5 separate regions of the Mus musculus genome follow, and all the other regions are linked to region 1. The links are chromatin contacts, called in public HiChIP or PLAC-seq and promoter capture Hi-C maps. All regions are on one chromosome and are shown on one strand. Each heading gives the region's core, a stretch centred on a gene start, on an enhancer-like site or on the middle of the called end of the contact. The rest is flanking DNA. Distances are from core to core; before and after follow the strand shown.

Region 1 (2,555 bases), core at 15-2,514:
ATCAGAGAGCCTATTTCTCATCTCGTCATTCCTAGAAAGTGATAGACACTGAATGTTAATCTCCTTATAAATAAATCTAATTAACTAAAATGTAAGTAACCAACTGATGCTCCTGAACCAAAATCAATGTATGTATCGATGACTTCAAAGAAAGAGTCACATCTCATTGTCTAGACAAAGTATGGTAGCAACTGTGGAAGCCTGGAATTTCATTCCCCAAGTCAAGAGAAAACAGCAAAGTACACTGAAAAACTTGCCATAAAAACACACTGAATCTTTTTAAATGTTTTACATTCACTCAAAAATTAGCAGGCACTAAATAAAATCATACCTCATGTAAATTACAAAATGTGTGTGTGTGTGTGTCTGTGTGTGTGTGTGTCTATGTCTGTGTGTGTGTGTGTCTGTATACACACTGTGTCAAGAGAGTGGACTAAGTGGCGACGATTCCCTAAGTATTTGGAAACTACACACATTTCACCGTCTCTAGACACCTTCCACAGCTACTTTAGAAATGTTCCACCATCAGCAAGCACTCAATGGCAGTTTGGAAGCCCAGCACTGAATCTTTACTTACAAATGTAGCAAGCACATACAAAAATAATAAGGAAGGGCTCTTCACTGTGCCCCCCTACTCTCCCACCCCCCTGTTCAGTTCCTCTACTTAAGAAGCATTAAGCATTTAATATTTGTAGTATGAACATTTTAATTTCTAAAAATCCAACCTGCACTGTCTTCAATGTCTTTGAAGCCCCAGTACAGCAACAGTGCTGCCACCGTCTACGGCTACGTCTCTGTAGCAGCAAGCGCTCCCATTTCCCTGTTAGCTGCTGGTGAGCCCATGCACTCCGGGCTTGTGGCTCTAGCAGAGCCAACATTCCTTCTGAGGCTCGCTTCCTGCTTCCATGACCCACCCACCTCTCTGGGCTGCATTATGTATTACGCATGTTGTATGGGCACTCTTTCCGCATACCAGTCTCATGACCTCAGCAGCTGCCTGACAGATACTCTTTATCAATTTGTATTAATTCATTATCTACTCTTGTAACTCAAGGACAAGTAGAAATCGGCAATGTCTGTCCTCCTGTGAGGCTTCAAGGTCAAATGTTCACAAGAGCTACAGCTGCAATCTTTGTTATTAACATGTATTAGAGCGGTGCGAAGAGCCGGTTGCTCTCCACCAAAAGAGTTGAATTGTATACTGGCCTGAGGGATTAGTGCGGTAAAGACTGGCGTATATTTACATCATCACAGATGGGCGAGGCTGGAGGAAGCTGTGTGACTCTCGCTTTCCCTCTTCCGGTGATAAAGTTGTTCTTACCTCAGATGTACCGGGCTACACAGAGCAAATTTTTCTCGTGCCACAACCCAAAGCAGCCTGGGACAGTGGTATGAGGGCTACGCTTTGGGAGTGTCTGTGCCCTCGCCACCGACCTGCTACAGACAGCTCAGCTAAATTGATCTGCTGCTATCCCTCTACAAAGCGGCACAAACACGACTCTGCTGACCACTGTGCTTTGGCACAGATGTCACCTGACTGGTTCTTCAAAAGTTATGGTCCAGGCCAGGCTCTCCCTTCAGCACAGGGACCCGTGCCATGACCAAAATGGTTCGTTAATTTTCACCATTTCACAGTGCAAAGCTGAGCATATTGAGTCAGAGACATCGGCTCGGTTCCAATATCTATCCACAAACAACCTAATTTTTATAACATTCGCAGAAGCAACAACAACAAAGATACATTAAGAACTATATAATAAGTTGGTGAGTGAGTAAGACTGATAAAATCAAACACCTCAGTCTTGAAGCACATTTACAAGGCTGGCTTCAAATCCCAGCCATCTATCGGATGCAGCACACTTCCTAAGGTAAAATGCTAGTGTGCCTTTGTGAGACAGGACCTAGCAAAACCTGTTTGAAACAAGGAAAAGAACACTTACACACACGTATACCTTACTACAAAGTTAGCAAGTAATAAAAGGCCAACTGGTTTAGCTCAGCTGAGGGAAATGAGGGCTTTTCTAATGAATCACACTGTGGTATGAGTAAAATGAGTGTTTCCTCCCTTTCTACAAAAATCAACACTGTTGACATTGTTTAATCTGTTTCAGAATTTCTCTTATGGACGGAAGTGGTAAAATCTTGTGATTTACTATTAAAAGGTTTATGATCAAGACTAATATGAGATAACATATGACCTAATAAGAGATACACATGACCTGTATGTGAAAGGAAATTTTCTGAAATAAAAAGGTACTCTATGCTCATGGAAAAAGCTGGTGTTTGACTTCAGTCCAAGCAACCCAGTCAGATCCTAACCGGCATTCTTAATACCAATAAGCTAATCTTAAATCTATAATGGAAGACAACTGCAAAACAATTCTAACAAAGAACAAAATTGATATTTATAACAAATGTACCATTAGGTCACACAAAGGCAGACAAACATACAGAGGGATAAATGGGGGTTTTTTGTTCTTTAGTTAAATATTTTATGTAAATGTTTAACAATTAATTCAGTGGGATTTTAAAAGCATGCGAAGGTAATTCAGTAA
Region 2 (2,555 bases), core at 41-2,540, 360 kb after region 1:
CGTGAGTTGGATCCCAGACATCGGACGGTTGGAGATTGATTTTTGCTTTTGATTATGACTGTGCCCTGATATTTTCCCTCTTGAAGGAAGAAAATATTTTAGTGGAGCCCACAGTTAAGAGACTTTTAATTTTAAAAAGACTTTGGATTTTAAGAATATGTAAAGACTGTGGGGCTTTTACAGTTGTTTAGATCTTGGGGATGAATAAGAATGTAAGGGTTGAGGCTTACTAGTGATGTGTTTGTGTGTCAAATTGACAAGGGGTCAATCATACTGGCTAGTTTTGTGTCAACTTGACACAACTGGGGTTATCACAGAGAAAGGAGCTTCAGTTGAGGAAATGCCTCCATGAGATCCAACTGTAAGGCATTTTCTCAATTAGTGATCAATAGGGAAAGGCCCCTTGTGGGCAGTGCCATCTCTGGGCTGGTAGTCTTGGTTCTATAAGAGAGCAGGCTGAGCAAGCCAGGGGAAGCAAGCCAGTAAAGAACATCCCTCCATGGCCTCTGCATCAGCTCCTGCTTCCTGACCTGCTTGAGTACCAGTCCTGACTTCCTTGGTGATGAACAGCAGTATGGAAGTGTAAGCTGAATAAACCCTTTCCTCCCCAACTTGCTTCTTGGTCATGATGTTTGTGCAGGAATAGAAACCCTGACTAAGACACTATGTAGACCAGGTAGGTTACATAAGACCCTGTCTCAAAACCAACTGAACAAGTAACTAAATTTAAACACACACACACACATTAATAAAATAAGTATCTGTTAAAAGATGACTCTCTCTTGTCTTCTTTCTATTTTAGATTGATGGGTAACAACCATGATTTATATCAAAACAAAATTAAAACTAAGCCAGGCAGTGGTGGCGCACACCTTTAATCCCAGCACTCGGGAGGCAGAGGCAGGCGGACTTCTGAGTTTGAGGCTAGCCTGGTCTACAGAGTGAGTTCCAGGACAGCAAGGGCTCCACAGAGAGACCCTGTCTCGAAAAAAACAAAAAACTAAATTAAATTAAATTTAAATTAAAAGCTTCCTATGTAACAAATGCATGACTAATTAAGAAAGACTCAACATTCTTTAGGTTCTAGTAGAAAAAAAAAGCTACATCTGCTGCTTACGAATATGTAGAAATCAATTTATGAGAAGGGAAAGCAAGGAAAAGGATGTTGAACTGTGACTCAGCAGACACATCTGAGTAAGTGCCTCATGGTGCCTGAGTACCGGGAACCCAGGAGGCATCTGAGCATGCAGAGGGGAGGGGCCAGCTCATGGGGCCCTGCTGGTCACACCGGGGACAGAAGGCTGGGCAAGAAGACAGGCACACCTCGTTCTGGCCCCAGTTACTCACTGTCCACGCGACTCAGGAGACTACTCAAACATCCCTAGTCTTAGTCTGCTCAGCTCTGACTCTATCCAGCTCTAAGGGCTTTGAAATACTGCATGTGAGCAGCTGAGAAACCCTCTGAAAACTTCTGGGGCTGCAGACTAATGGGATGTGCTGTCTGTCTGTCTGCACAAGGCCCAGAGTACACACCGTTTGTGTGCTGACAGCTCAGAGAGGACGGCCTGAGATTCACACAACACGAAGGCGACAACACCTGGCAGATGATCTTACTAAAATCAGTCACCTCCTCACTTCAATTCCAACCTCACAAAATGCAGCCGGTTCTCTGGAATCTCCAAGAAATTGCACAATCTAAAATAGATTCTGCAAAGTCCACAGAGAACAGTAAACTGCAGAATAAATTAATACAAGGTAGAGAATTATAACTATGAAATAATTAGCTTCCAAATCGTCTCTTCCACTGACAAAGGCCCCTTAGACCACAATTTTAACACCTGTAACTACACCAAATCTTCTGTCTAAAACATCTTCCAAGTAACTTTCCAAGCCAGACCTTGTAACCTCACTAGGAAGAAACCAAGATCGTTCACTTGGTTAGAATTTCCCACAATGGCCCTGTCCTGAAAAAAATGCTCCAACATCCTCCTCAGGAAGACAGAATGGACTTGGAAAGATCTGCTTCTTAGAGCTCAGAACTGCCTAGCTATAACTGGGCCTCAACTCTTCCTCCACAGCATGTGGCATGTGTACCTTAGAAGTCAGTCTCAGTCTTCTCTTGTCCAGGGTCTTACTTTTGCAAGGACATTTGGACTGTGCAGGACTGTCATAAAGGCAGGTGTGAGGTGGTGTCCACTGACAGCAAGCCTTGGATGTCACCTCCTCCACCAGCATTAGTGCTCCAGCTGCCACTGTTAAGCATCACTCTCTTCCCATCTCACCCCACGGCGATGTCATGATGTCCTTTCTGAATTCCGGAGCTAGGTAACAGATTTCTCGAGAACATGGACCACATCTGAAATCGACTGATTAGTCTTTAAACCAGACTGGCCTCAACAATCCTCCCACTTCAGCCTCTGAAGTCCAGGGACTACAGCATGTCACCATACCTCAGTGGTTTAGAGGTCATCTCCACTCAGATTAGACACATTTGGAGTAGCCCCAGCTGTGTGTTGCCATTGTACTGAGCTGGGAGGCACAGATTCCAAGCCACA
Region 3 (2,555 bases), core at 35-2,534, 340 kb after region 1:
TGCCATAATTGCTTGTTAAGTTTCCGTTGTGTCCGCAGACACAGGCCTGCCTGCTGTGGTGCATCTCTGCTTGCCCCTTCTGCATCCCTGCAGGCAGCACACAACAGATCAGAGAGGTTTGAAAGCCAATCAGCATTTCACACCTGAGCTGCTGCCTCTTCCATCTTCTGAACGGCTCTGGAGTCAAACATGACTTGTCTGCCTCTCCTCTCACAGTCCTGGTAAACTAGCAGGCGGATGTCACTCAAGCCAAACTCCGAACACGACCAACTGTGGATTCAAAAGAGAGAGAAGCTGGATTATCTGCAACGCTTGGTGTGACCATGGCAAATAAATACAATTCCCAGCCAGCGTGCTCGGAAACTGGCTGCACAAATGCTGACAATTCTTGTGCCAACGGTGGCGAGGCTGCCCTAATAATAAATCGCTGGAGAGAAAGCACTGCCTTCTGTAGTCAGTTTGAAATCAAATGGCAGAAAGAAGTTGCAAGGACACACAAGAGAGGGCTAAGTGGGATGCCTGGGTTCTGGGGAGAGCACCCCAGTTAAAGGAGCGCCTGTGCCTCTGTGGCAGCCATCCCCTCAGGGGGAGCTGGCAGCCGTTCCACAGTGTAAGGTTACCCCTAGCACGTCTGGCTTGATACTGTGGCGCTGAGACCAAACGCATTTGCTAGCCATGATGCTTAGCAAAAAGGGAAACACAGTTTGCTCCCAAGCAAAGGATGTTAAGAAGAAAATACAGGTGTATGTTGCAGTAAAGAATTCGATCGGAAAGCAGGAACTAGAGAACTATTTACAGAGTGTGCTTTCAGCACAGCCTTGGCAATCCATTCAACACAAATTTAGTCTGCATTGTATTCAAGGCTCTGTAGCAGGTGCAAGGGAATCAATAATTAATCAAACCTGCCCTCATGAAGTTCAAGGCTTAATAGGGATATTACTAACCTAATACTTACATATAAATATATAACTACAAACTGTCTGAAGGTCAAAAGGGAAACTAAAGGATACAAAAGAGTCTCAGAGCCTGGCATAGTGACTGACGTCTATAAGCTCAGTCCTCAGGAGTCTAAGGCTGCAGAAGCAGACCATCCTGGTTACACAGCAAGACCTAGACTCCAAAACAGCGAGATTTAAGGAGAGAGGCACAGAAGTCACTGAGGACTTAAATCAACTTTTAAACCAGACGTGAAGAGTGACCGACCAGTTGACGTGAACACCACGAAGCAGCAGAGTGCAGCACAGGAAAGGGAGGGAGGAAAGGCAGGGAGAGCTGCCCTATGAGGTCAGCGAGCTGGGGGATGGGACCGAAGCAGGCCCAGACAGGATAAACTCTGAACACAAAGAGCAGCCAAGGAAAGCAGATGGTTGATAAGATCAGATAGCTGACTGCCCTAAGAAAAGCAGACCCATGGGAGTGGACTGCACAGAGAGCCAGGCCCCTCACGCTGCCTGCTACAGGCTGCAGTGACAGCCGCAGAGGTAGAGAAGAGACAGCTTAGAGCAGAGTCTAAAAGACGCACCTGAAGCAGAAGGCTGCCAACTACTCAGGAGGACTCTGCTATAGGATCCAGGGAGGACACGGAAGCGATGGGTGAGAAATGGACAGGCGGATAAAGGAGAGAACACTGAAAACCTTCACAGTAGACCCTGTGAATACAGTCAGGGACAGCCGGATTCAAACCCCAAGGCTTTCCCCTTCCACTTTGCCACTGGATTATCAATGTACAACTGCTGACCTCACAAACTTGCTTTGTGGATTAAGTAGAATACGTAAAGGGCTTCACCCAAGCTTGCCATACACACAAGCTCCAGAAGCTATGCGTGCGCTCCCTCCCAGGACTGAGAAGGCCAGTTTCTGTGAGAAGCTGAGTGCCTTTGGTCCTTCCCCGGTTCAAGCAATGGTAGTTAATATGAAGCACGTTAACTTCAAATTAACTGAAGGCAGCAGATTTATTCTCTTAAACCTCAGACGCAAAGAAGAAAGAAAGTAAATTCTAGTCGTTCCTTCTATCACCAGTGTGTTGTCCATGTCGTGCCTGGCGTCCTTTGCACAATGGCAAAGTTTATTTTGGAAACTATTTTCCTCTGCCCTTAGGCCAGAGGCAGCCAGTGTTCAAGGTGTGACCGATGAGACATGCCACATGACCCCAAGCTGACGGACAGGCGGAAGCCACCCCACACTTACAGCCAAGCCTACACATCATGACCCCAGGAGCGACCAAGTTACTGTGCAGAAAAGAAGAAGTGCAGTAGAATGAGAAGAGCCTGCTAGCGCTCAGCCCAGCTATCCCTATATGAATGCAATATTCCTGTAGAGATGTCTGTCAAAACCAGGTCTGATGACTAGGACCTACACTGCCGAATTTTAAATGTATACAAGGCCATTAAAACTCGTTCTGGCTGGGTGCGGCGTATATGCCAACACAGAGGCTGGCAGATGTCTGTGAGTTCCAGGCCATCCTGGTCTACACAGTGACCTCTAGGACAGCCAGGGCTACATCATAGAGAGACCCTGTCTCAAAAACAAAACAAAACAAACCCAAAACAAGAAAA
Region 4 (2,555 bases), core at 17-2,516, 310 kb after region 1:
CACACACACACACACACACTCTCTCTCTCTCTCTCACTCACACACACACACACACACACACACACACACAATAAAAAAGGTTAAAAAATTCAGTGTCCTTTTTCAGAATTTATAATCATTTTTGAAATCTATTTTTAAATGTATGCATACAAGCTTAGAAGCCGCACAGGTTTCTAGGACATCACACAGTCATTTGTAGGTGTTTTTGTGGTGGTGAGAATCCAATCCTGGTCTCTTTGCATGCCATACAAGCACTCAATCACCGAGTTACATTCTCAGCTCCACACAGCATTCTCATGGTAAAGAAATACAGATCAAGAGCTGGGCATACCAGTAATCCCAGCACGGAAGAGACAGGCAGGAGGCCTGAGTGTGAGTGTGAGTCAGCCAGCTACACAGTAAGACTCCATCTAGAATAGGTGGGTGGGGCACACACAGATACGCAGGACAGAGAAAGCACGTGCTAGGTTGAAAATGAGACTGCTAGGTGACTCAACTCTACTGATTTCTTGTTAACGTGCTGGCTTTCTAAATCAAACACCTATCTTGTTTTAGATAAGAATTACACAATGGCTCCTCCTCACTAGCATATGCCAACTTCTAATGCAGATATGTACATACTTAATGGTACGGTGAGGATGGGGCAGGCTCTGTTTTAAGCTACATGGCTCCCACATGTAAAAACTTACTCAGACTCTCCACGGCATAAAAAGGAAATTCAGCCCTGAATGAGTAACACAGATCTCTCCCAAATCAAGATGGAGCAGGCATACTCAGACTAAACTATGTAGCTGGGTACCGAAAGTGATCAGGACAGAACACAAACCTACCTTGGCAAAACCGGGAAACAAAAAAACTCCACACTCTCAAAGATAGCATTTACTGAGTTAAGAAGCTATGACTCCATAACTGGACACAATGCAGGGATCAAAAGATGCGGGGGACCCCATCCTCAATGAGTCAATCTACATCACAGCTGTCCACATGTGGCTCTGGGGAAGTTACAGAGCAGGGGTGGAAAGACTGCAAGTGCCCAAATACCAGAGATAGTGAAACAGTCTCTTCTAGAAATGGCCACATAAACAAGGGCAGAGCAACGGCAATATACATGGACATATTAACACTAGTGAGAAAAATGTATCCTGGGGTCCCACCCCAAACTAAACACCGTAGGCAACTAGTGACTGCTGGGAGAGGGAGAGTTAGCCTCCTCTTCTAGTGATGAGTCAGTCTCCTTATTGTTTGTCCACTGCAGAGTGGTCATCCCTGAAACCATCTACACAAGAGCAAACTCAGCAAGCCGTATTTCTCTATTTGTGCATATAGGCATGTAACAGCAGCAGTCTATCATCGTAAGAGTGTAGGGGTGAGAAAGACACATGAGAGGGGTTATCAAGAGAGTACATGGGAGGGGACAAAGTGATAGCATTCTATTTCAATTAAAAACATATCTGTACAAACAATAGCAGTGAAGATGATTATAGTAGCAAGGCATAGGATTTACCTACAAAATTTATGTCTCAGCTGGGTGTGGTTACACACGACTTTAATCCCAGCATTTGGTAGGCAGAGGCAGGTGGATCTCTGTGAGTTCGAGGATAGCTTGGTCTACACACTGAGTTCCAGGACAACCAGGGATACGCACTGAAAATGTGTCTCAAAAACCAACCAACCAACCGACCAACCAAAATAATACTAGTACATTATTTTGTCTGTTCCTGGAAGGGCTCACTGTCTAACTGTAAAAGTCCTCTATAGACACAATTTCTGGTTCTTTATTTTCAGGTTTTCACCTCTGAAAGATTAGTAGTGTGATTAGATTAGCATCCAGACACTCAAGCACAAGTCAGCTCCGAATGTCGCCACAGCAGGATGACACTGCTGCCCTCAATGAAGACAGCTTACTCAACACCTTCAAGGCACTCATCACATGATCAACATAAACAGTTCCTTATCTACAGCTGGAGGTCGGAAGCTGTAGTCATTTTACTTCAAGCAGCATTGAGCTCATCAGCAAGAAATGTTCTAACATTCTAGGAACTGCAATGTTTTTAACCCCTCAGCTATTTGCCACACTGCTTTTCAGTGAGACTCCATTCCCTGTTAAGAGACTGGCTCTGAGGAACTCAGATGAGCATGGGGGGGGGGGACCCCATCTGATAGCAGATCACCCTGCTAACCACACTTTGGGCAAGGGGTATAGAAAACCAGTGCTCATTCACAACAACTGGTGGAGCTCTGGATTAGTTAGAAACTGCTTTCAGTATCTGAGAAGGGACATCATTCGATTCACTATCCAGACCAGGGCGTGTACCACAGGCTCCCATGTGCACTAGATGTGCCCTGGCTAGGTCTCTACAACATGCACATATTTTCTTCATTCGTTCAGGGCACAGGCAGCACCACACACTTGGACCCCAGTTTTAACATTTGTACAAAGGATAAAAAGGCTTTGCCTTCAAAGTTTAATGGGACAACAGATATAAGATCATGAAACTGATTACAAGACATCTTTAAAATTAGTGTTCAGTTCATTCTGATGAAAACGATCCCAT
Region 5 (2,555 bases), core at 36-2,535, 260 kb after region 1:
TGTGAGGAAGCCACAACTGCCTGTACCTCTAGTTCCAGCGCCCTCTTCTGGCTTCCAAAGGCAACATTGCAAACACACACACATACACGTTTTATATATATATATATTATACAGGGAAAGAGACACAGATAGACAGACACCTAAATAGAAAGAAAAAATTTCCTTAAAAAGAGAGGATAGCTTCTTATAAGCCCTGTTCTTTCCATTGGGCAATAGTTATCCTTTGCTTTTAAACGTTTTTCTATCAATAGCTGCCTAATATGTATGTTCTTTTGATCTGTCTGGTTTAACAACAACAATAAAAAAAACCAACCCAACTTTTGTTTTTTAGTAGTGTCTATGATATAGGCTGTTGATCCAGGGTCAAATAAGCACTATTCCAGGGGGAAAGATGAAATGTTTAGAGAGTAGTGTATGTACAGCATAATCATAAATAATTCTAGGGTGGTGTGTCAAGATGGAGAGCCAATCAAAGGAAACAAAGCTGTACTTAACTCACTTAGAATATGTGTGGCACCAGTCTGGAGCATCATGACACGCTGTCCCACCTTCCAAAACCTCTGCCCTCATGAAGGGCTGAGTGGTGATGCCTGGCTGCAGTCAAGGCCAGGCTGGCCTCTGGAGGTGGGATGGAGAGCACCCACAGTAAGGGTAGGGATGGTCTTTTCAAGTAGCCAGCATCTCTGAAATATTCCCCCATCTGTTGCTGTTCATCATCAGCAACCCCCTGCCCCATGAGCCTATGCAGAAGGCTAGCTTGAAAACGGGAAATATGAAGAAATTCATCTTAAAGCTCTCTCTTGAGCGATCTGATGGTAGGTGTGGGCTGCACTGAAGATGTAAAAAGATCCATGTAAATAAAGGTCTCCCGGGAGTGTCCCAAGGAGAGAAGAGAGGGAAGGACTTGTCCCTTAGACAACAAAGGACCTGACAAGTGCTTCTGTATGTGTAGCTCAAAACTTCCCCTTTGCCAATGGGACTTTTTTCACTTCCAGAATTAGAAAGAGCAAATATTGATGGTGCCTTGAGGAAGCAGCCAATGAGAGAGCCATATCCTTAGGGAAGAACTTAAGAGAGAGCAGGTCATTAGGGTCCTCCGCGAAAGCCAGAAATACACGGATACACAATGACATCACTTCATGGTGGGTACGGAAAACGCAAAGCCCCAAAGGAAGCTTGTCTCTGTGAAACTCAAGTGAGTAACTCACTGTGCTATATAGATTAGGTGGGAGGCTGACTCACTGGAACTCAGCACAGTCACTTTGAAAAGTTAACCTCAGAATCCAAGAGACAGCCGCTTAACCACTTATATGGAAGTATTTTTAGTTCCCCAGACAGAGCTCACAAGATGTGGGTCAGGGCAGCAGACAGAAGAGAAAGGGTGGCTTCAGGCACCGTGGGTGCTGGCCGCTTTGGTGCTCCAGAATAAATAGCTATTTTAATCAGCTTATGACAACATTCAAGCCAGTGACCAAGAGGCCACTGAATTGTTTGGTCATGAACCAAAGCAGCCACGGAGTCCACGAGGTCCCAGCTCCACACAAAAGGCAAGACACCTGGAACCAGGGCAGCCCGTCTTCACGGCCCCTCCTCAGCACCTGGAGTGTTTTCTCTGTCACAAGCATCCACAGGAAAGCCAAGCTTGCCCTGTCAGTTTTAGACACTTACGTAAGAAAAGGCCAGCCAGTTTTTCCTGAGTGCTAAAACCTATTTTCTCTCCTCAGCCCATTTCTTGATGTTCAGGCTGCTAGGAAAAATTTGGTCATCTCTGAACCAGCAGTTGTAGCGGAAATATCAAACATTGTTGTGTAATAAAACATTTTTAAATAGTAAAAGAAGTAGTCAATCTAAGATCATTCCCACTGTCTGCCAAGCCCTTCACTATGTGCAGGATCGCCGGCTTTCTAACTGGAGATAGAAAAAAAAATACACTTTTTAAAAATTTTTATTGATGCAAGCAAAATAGACCATAAATGTGTTCTATGTCAGAACCCACTAAAGATACTAAAGACACAGAAACATAAAGGGACTGGGGCTGGGGCTTAGTTGTGGAGAACTTGTATAATGGGGGTGACACTCTTATTCAATCCCACTAACACACACAGAGACACAGACACACACACACAGACACAGACACAGACACAGACACAGACACAGACACACACACACACACACACACACGCTGGGAAGATCACTCAGCAGTTAAGATCACTGGGTGCTTCTTGCAGAGGACCTGGGTTTGGTTCCCCATATCCACAGGATGGCTCACAACCATCTCTGACTGCAGTTCTAGAGGATCTGACGCCCTGTTCTGGCATCTGCAGGCATTGCACATAGGTACAGGTAAAACACTCATACACAAAATGTTTACTCTAAGTTTTTTTTTTTTTTTAACAAATGAGAATTAGGTAAAATTGAAGGTAGTGCTAACAGTAACAGGGCAGAAAGAATTTTAAAAATTTAAAAGAAGGCAATGAGGCTGAAGAGATGGCGCATCAGGTAAGACATTCGCTGCCAACCCTGATGGCCTGAGGTTTGATCTCTGGGGCCCACAC

Evidence for each region. Promoter capture Hi-C pulls out the DNA fragments that hold promoters and counts their contacts. HiChIP or PLAC-seq counts read pairs in DNA pulled down with a chosen protein or histone mark. Capture Hi-C pulls out chosen DNA fragments and counts their contacts.
Region 2: a contact with region 1 is called in a FOXA1 HiChIP or PLAC-seq map of pancreatic cancer cells. The contact joins two enhancer-like sites. A contact is called at or near these places in 10 of 39 promoter capture datasets (the C10 cell line, the HPC-7 cell line, cranial neural crest and 7 more), 5 of 115 datasets of contacts at active chromatin or transcription factors (the NIH/3T3 cell line, bone marrow-derived macrophages, cardiomyocytes and 2 more) and 3 of 9 other capture datasets (adipose tissue, embryonic stem cells and liver).
Region 3: a promoter capture Hi-C map of adipose tissue shows a contact between it and region 1. The contact joins two enhancer-like sites. A contact is called at or near these places in 11 of 39 promoter capture datasets (the C10 cell line, the HPC-7 cell line, cranial neural crest and 8 more), 5 of 115 datasets of contacts at active chromatin or transcription factors (bone marrow-derived macrophages, cardiomyocytes, extraembryonic endoderm stem cells and 2 more) and 3 of 9 other capture datasets (adipose tissue, embryonic stem cells and liver).
Region 4: a contact with region 1 is called in an H3K4me3 HiChIP or PLAC-seq map of bone marrow-derived macrophages, with 4 times the contacts expected there. The contact joins two enhancer-like sites. A contact is called at or near these places in 10 of 39 promoter capture datasets (the C10 cell line, the HPC-7 cell line, cranial neural crest and 7 more), 1 of 484 Hi-C or Micro-C datasets (undifferentiated spermatogonia), 7 of 115 datasets of contacts at active chromatin or transcription factors (T-cell acute lymphoblastic leukemia, bone marrow-derived macrophages, cardiomyocytes and 4 more) and 3 of 9 other capture datasets (adipose tissue, liver and pancreatic islet).
Region 5: a promoter capture Hi-C map of liver shows a contact between it and region 1. The contact joins two enhancer-like sites. A contact is called at or near these places in 9 of 39 promoter capture datasets (the C10 cell line, the HPC-7 cell line, cranial neural crest and 6 more), 6 of 484 Hi-C or Micro-C datasets (bone marrow-derived macrophages, embryonic stem cells, liver and 2 more) and 1 of 115 datasets of contacts at active chromatin or transcription factors (fibro-adipogenic progenitors).

What each region holds. Positions count from the first base shown.
Region 1 is chr3:79,180,482-79,183,036 of GRCm38.p6, forward strand. It overlaps a transcript of Rapgef2 not described here. Among named protein-coding and RNA genes, the nearest start is that of Gm24150, 15 kb to the right of the region's middle. Within about 2 kb of position 1,265, at least 240 of the 459 cell types and tissues checked have an H3K27ac peak or open chromatin away from gene starts, as enhancers often do. A contact at or near this core is called in the NIH/3T3 cell line, adipose tissue, bone marrow-derived macrophages and 3 more, where this site is marked.
Region 2 is chr3:79,541,506-79,544,060 of GRCm38.p6, forward strand. The region is part of intron 1 of Fnip2 (folliculin interacting protein 2); the gene reads right to left. Among named protein-coding and RNA genes, the nearest start is that of Fnip2, 25 kb to the right of the region's middle. Within about 2 kb of position 1,291, at least 134 of the 459 cell types and tissues checked have an H3K27ac peak or open chromatin away from gene starts, as enhancers often do. A contact at or near this core is called in the NIH/3T3 cell line, bone marrow-derived macrophages, liver and 1 more, where this site is marked.
Region 3 is chr3:79,517,922-79,520,476 of GRCm38.p6, forward strand. Fnip2 (folliculin interacting protein 2) reads right to left here. Exons shown (of 17, transcript NM_001162999.2): 2 at 144-270. Among named protein-coding and RNA genes, the nearest start is that of Gm36442, 7.1 kb to the left of the region's middle. Within about 2 kb of position 1,285, at least 118 of the 459 cell types and tissues checked have an H3K27ac peak or open chromatin away from gene starts, as enhancers often do. A contact at or near this core is called in adipose tissue, cardiomyocytes and liver, where this site is marked.
Region 4 is chr3:79,489,890-79,492,444 of GRCm38.p6, forward strand. The region is part of intron 10 of Fnip2 (folliculin interacting protein 2); the gene reads right to left. Among named protein-coding and RNA genes, the nearest start is that of Gm36442, 21 kb to the right of the region's middle. Within about 2 kb of position 1,267, at least 35 of the 459 cell types and tissues checked have an H3K27ac peak or open chromatin away from gene starts, as enhancers often do. A contact at or near this core is called in bone marrow-derived macrophages, where this site is marked.
Region 5 is chr3:79,444,011-79,446,565 of GRCm38.p6, forward strand. It overlaps a transcript of Gm17359 not described here. Among named protein-coding and RNA genes, the nearest start is that of Gm36442, 67 kb to the right of the region's middle. Within about 2 kb of position 1,286, at least 23 of the 459 cell types and tissues checked have an H3K27ac peak or open chromatin away from gene starts, as enhancers often do. A contact at or near this core is called in liver, where this site is marked.